Regions from separate parts of the Danio rerio genome. Here region 1 is linked to region 2. The links are chromatin contacts, called in public HiCAR-type maps. All regions are on one chromosome and are shown on one strand. Each heading gives the region's core, a stretch centred on a gene start, on an enhancer-like site or on the middle of the called end of the contact. The rest is flanking DNA. Distances are from core to core; before and after follow the strand shown. Region 1 overlaps LOC141376109 (a long non-coding RNA gene). Region 2 overlaps trim45 (tripartite motif containing 45).

Region 1 (2,700 bases), core at 136-2,635, 240 kb before region 2:
ATATCATCTTTGCTTCATATTACAAAAAATGAATTAGCGCTTATGCGAGGTGTTTCTAATGCAGCGTCTATAGGGCTGAGAGTAAATTTGACGTTATTCTCTCCTCTGGCTGCCCCCATCAATCTCACACTATTATTTCCTTTTTCTGTAAGTCTGTAAGTAACATCACCGTGGAGGTTTTATTTTATTATTTCAGCAAACAAGATAGTACAAAAAATATTTGTTGTATTTTCCCATTAACTGAGCTCTAAGTTTACCCAACCATGAAGCCTTCCGCTACGGAGAACCTGGAAGTGTGAAAGGGTCTATAGCATTTTCAATGCTGTTTTACCTGTAAGATTTGTTTTGTTCCAGCATGGTTTAAATCAAACTTAGCACAAGCATTTAGTGAGGAGGATATTAGTAAGCAGTGCTCCATATGCTCATGTTTCATTTCTCCAGTGGTTCAGCCTCTGTGTGATGTGTAATCGCTATGCTATCATTAGGAGTTGCCAACTGACCTACCTGGTTCACTGTGACCGTGCTTGTTTTTTTTTCTTTCTACTGTAAAGTTTTTGCATTGCAACATGCTGATTTTCCAAGTGTATTGCTCGCTTTTATATCTGACTTGTGTTCTGACCTAAGGGTTATATTATACCTAAAATAATGTAATAATATAAATATATATAATAAATTTAATTTAAAATAAAATATAATAATAAAAGACACAAACACATATATATATATATATATATATATATATATATATATATATATATACATACACATATATGTATAAATTTATATATATGTGTGTGTGTATATATATATATATATATATATATATATATATGTGTGTGTGTGTGTATGTATGTATATGTATATATATATATATATATATATATATATATATATATATATATATATATATATATATATGTGTGTGTGTGTGTGTGTGTGTGTGTGTGTGTGTGTGTGTTTCACCCCCCAAATGCACTTAAAACAATTACAAGTCATGTAAATGACTAAAATTTTTATAAAGCCATTGACTATAAAGTGGTGCCATTGGGAGAACTTAAGATCCAGGATATTGATAAGCACAATAACAATCTTTATTTACCTCATTTTTTATAAATAGTTTTTCAGTAGAGTCACTTAATTTATAAATGAAGCTTGCTGAGAATAAGATTTACCATTTGTTCTTATTCCTGTTATAATAATGCAATGGTAAAATTAAGTTCTTAAAAACAAAACAACTGCATATTTCATTAGTAAAATGTACAATACATTTCCGCTAGTGGTCTTATTCAGATATGAAGGCAGAGATCAGTCAGCATGTATTCAGCAGATGATCCATGGGGTCACAGTGTGTCACTAAGAGTTGTTGAAAGAGGGCAAATGACACTCAGATCACGACCTCTGTCAGCCAGCCAGCCATCCTGTCCCGACACACACACACACACACACACACACACACACAAAAAAAAGAGGAATTTCTCCCCTCAAATCTGCTGTTTCTGCTAAATCCAGAGAACAAAACCATATGTGAAGTGGTATTTGCTGATGACGTGAAGAAGAAGAGCAGGGTGATGTGCCAGTTCACCACGACCTATAATATCAGCGTGTGCTGCCAAGAGCACAAGAGCATGAAGGCCTTCAAACAAACACACAGCACGGCTAAATGTTATTATTACTGAGACAACGGAAACGTATGCGCTGTTGCTTGTTTCAAGCTAAATACTGAGGATGTTCCTATAAAAGCTACAGGCTTCATAGCTTTAGATCAATGAATTTCACGTCCTTCAGGATTGTAAAAAGATTACAAGGTAAAACTTTTATAAAGATTAAACCAAGAACAGTTTTTATTGGTAGAGCACCAATATATGAGCAATATCACACGAGTATCAGTGCAATATGGCTGTATATGGGCACTAGCGAGAGGCGTGCAATAAATCATTTTCACTATTATTATTTCATTATTATTATTATTTTCTCTAATATTATCATCATTTTTCACTATTATCATTTTTTACTATATCATTTTCATCATTATTTTTTCACTATTATTAATATTTTTACTTATATCATTATTTTCATTTTCACTATTATTTTCACTAATATTATCATTATTATCTTTTCACTTTTATTATTATTATTATAATTTTCACTACTATTCATTCATTTTCTTGTCGGCTTATTCCCTTTATTAATCTGGAGTCGCCACAGCGGAAAGAACCGTCAACTTATCCAGCACGTTTTTACGCAGCGGATCCCCTTCCAGCCGCAACCCATCTTTGGGAAACATCCACACACACTCATTCACACACAGTCATACACAACAGACAATTTAGCCTACCCAATTCACCTGTACCACGTCTTTGGACTGTGGGGGAAACCGGAGCACCCGGAGGAAACCCACGCGAACGCAGGGAGAACATACAAACTCCACACAGAAACGCCAACTGAGCCGAGGCTCGAACCAGCAACCCACGACCTTCCTGCTGTGAGGCGACAACACTACCTACTGCGCCACTGCCTCACCCTGTTTAACATTTTACTGTAATTTATACAATCATTCATTCTCCTTTGGCTAAGTCCCTAATTTATCGGAATTCACCACAGCTGAATGAACTACCAACTTTTCTAACATATGTTTTACACAGTGGATGCCCTTCCAGCCAAAACACAGTACTGGGAAACATCCATACACTCGCACATTCA
Region 2 (2,700 bases), core at 75-2,574:
TTACATCCAATGACACACATCTCTGTTGACATTATGAACATAATAATCAATCAGATTCATTAAACTCAAAACAACAAAACAAAGTGCATATAAGATGCAATTAAGATTTTATATGGGACTTTTGGGAGCCTCTGTGAGTTTTTATGATGCCAAAATATGAATAGTCAGAATATGATGTGTCATTTCCCCTGGGGTGGTTTGAAAGACCCACTGCTCACTGACAAATGCCAGAAATTGTTTGTTCTATTTTGACTGCTATGCCATCATGGTGAAAATAATCCATTGAAAAAGGCTTTAAGACCAAGCGGAATCCTTTGTTGTGGAGTCCAACATCGTTTTTTTTACTACTGTATTGTTTTTAAATGGAGAAAACATTTTACAAGTAACCTTTATTCTAAATCTTGGACCTTATTCTTAAAACAAAACAAAAGACCAATAAAAAGGTGTGAAGCACCAAAAGTGTACCGTATTAAAATTTATTTGAATAATATTTTGGCTAAAATAGTCAAAAAGTGTGGTTATGATGACCATCCGTCAAGCTAATTCAGATTAGTGCTTAAAATGTCACTAAAATGCAGTTTAAATTTCAGAATTCAATAGAAAATGAGGCGTACAATTGCAAAAAGATGCACTTTTGAGAAAAAGAACCACCCCTTTCACCAGGCTGTCTACAGGTCTGATGTTTTCTGTTGTAATAACAAGAAAGCTACAATTTTTAGCTTAGAGGCAGACAGATCAGACGTTAAACAATTAAGAAAATATTTTTTTTAAATAAATGTTTCCAATTTACAAGACCAAAAAGTTTGAAATCCACAAATATTAGAAGAAACATTTGTTAATTCTTAGTGTCTCTGGATTAACCAAGTCTTATTTTGAGTACTATGTTTATATTTGTTTCAATTTATGAAGGTCCGATAACATTTCTTTCAAATTTGAAGGAAAATGATTGTCATTTAGAGCATTGTGAGAATAAAAAACGTTTTATTTTTTGTGATTGAAAATCAGTATTATTTTACCAAATATGAAAATTCAAAACTCCTCTGAAATCATAAAAAATGGGGCGCATTATTTTAGTTTATGCAACAAAAAAACTACAAGAAAATACACCTTTTTATTTTAAATTTGGAAAAAATACCATCTGTACAGACAAAAACTAAAAATATATGTTTTTCTTAAACACGCAGTAATAAATCCAGAGAAGCTGAGAATATTCGAGTAGTCTCTTGATTTTTTTTATTGTAGCTGTATGTAAAGAGTACCTGGCATGGTCCCTGTGCAGCCGCAGCGAGCCTCTTTACTGCCCCCACTGGAGCAAAAGGAGCAGCAGTGGAAGATACCACTGTGACGTCTCAACTTCCTCTTCACGTTCAGCACAAATGGTGAGCCCTAGTAACCAGAGATTATCAGTCCCAGCATAACTGCTTTTTAAAGGCATTAATAATTCTTTTAAAATAATTATCAATAAATAGCTGTACTGTTTATTATCTGCACATGTACCTGGACGTGCTGTGCTTTAACACAGACCCACACTGAGTAAAGTCCAGCCTCAGCAGGGCTGTAAGACACACAGTAGGAGCCGTCGCTGTTGTCCACCACAGACGCCTCTACACTGCTGGAATATGACATCAAAGAGAAAGCTCACTGTCTGGATAATGTTATTATCTCATCTCAGATGCTGATAATGTTCAGTATTTTGACTGCAAGGTCTGCTCTTTCTCCTTGGTTATTTATTGATTGCCTCTATAAGTTCTAACAGGTCAAAATGGTCTTTTAAAATAACGCATATATGACAGCTATGAGCAGAATCCCGGAAAATAAACCTTGAAACTCTGATCAATGAATGACATGTTTAGTCTACTCGCATATGACTATCAATTTTGGTTGATTTTAAAACATTTGTCTGAAAGCAAACCACAGCAAGCAATATTGTAACAACTTTAATCCCAGTTTTAAAACAAGCCAGTTGATCTACTGGGATGAAAGCACTTATCATACAAGAAAAATAACTGAAGTAACAGGTAACATTCGGTGTTTGACATAATTTAAAGCGCATCTTTATGTCCGAGCTTTGATATAAATCAGCAATGACTTAGAGGAAAGAGCACTATAGTGGTCAATCCAAATTAAACGAGGGCTTGTGCCCCTCTTGCCCCACCCTTTGATCCGCCAGTCTATAACTAGTTTCAGGCAATTCGAATAGTTTTTATTTTCCTTTCTGAGGACACCCTTCATGAATAATAATATGCAAAAAGCACAATAAAGACACTTTAACTTATATCAAGTATAATCTCAAAAGAAAACAGCATATTTAAAAAAATTTAATCAGAATTACAATGCATTGGCTTTTGGTATGCTTCAAGTAAAGATTTAATTATTATTATTTAAATGTATTAGTGTTAATTTTTTCATATCCTCACCAGCCCTTCTTCTCCCTGTGGACTATGCTGACCATCACAGGGTCTCCACCCTGGCCCATCTGCTCTCCAGAAGTGTCCCTGCAAACCAGAGTGAACTCGCCCCGCTGACCTTCACAACCTCGCTCCACACCTGTGAGTGATTCACACCAGGACAAGTATGTGAGTGGACAGAAGAGCCAGATTCTTCTTCATTAGAAAGAAAAAAAGGAGAACCAGAACAAGAGTTGTGACATTTTGATTAAAAACATTGAAAGCTAAATAATCAATGCACTGATTCATTTCC

What was found. HiCAR-type assays count read pairs that join an accessible place to other places.
Region 1: a contact with region 2 is called in a HiCAR-type map of caudal fin, with 5 times the contacts expected there. The contact joins two enhancer-like sites. A contact is called at or near these places in 2 of 18 Hi-C or Micro-C datasets (caudal fin and embryo) and 2 of 4 datasets of contacts at active chromatin or transcription factors (caudal fin and gastrula embryo).

The regions. Positions count from the first base shown.
Region 1 is chr9:22,381,071-22,383,770 of GRCz12tu, reverse strand. All of the region lies in intron 2 of LOC141376109 (a long non-coding RNA gene), which reads left to right. Among named protein-coding and RNA genes, the nearest start is that of tent5c, 14 kb to the left of the region's middle. Within about 2 kb of position 1,385, at least 4 of the 62 cell types and tissues checked have an H3K27ac peak or open chromatin away from gene starts, as enhancers often do.
Region 2 is chr9:22,145,230-22,147,929 of GRCz12tu, reverse strand. It overlaps trim45 (tripartite motif containing 45), which reads right to left. Exons shown (of 6, transcript XM_681301.9): 3 at 2,418-2,547; 4 at 1,498-1,612; 5 at 1,260-1,386. LOC141376109 (a long non-coding RNA gene) reads left to right here. Exons shown (of 3, transcript XR_012385312.1): 3 at 461-606. Among named protein-coding and RNA genes, the nearest start is that of trim45, 8.7 kb to the right of the region's middle. Within about 2 kb of position 1,324, at least 25 of the 62 cell types and tissues checked have an H3K27ac peak or open chromatin away from gene starts, as enhancers often do.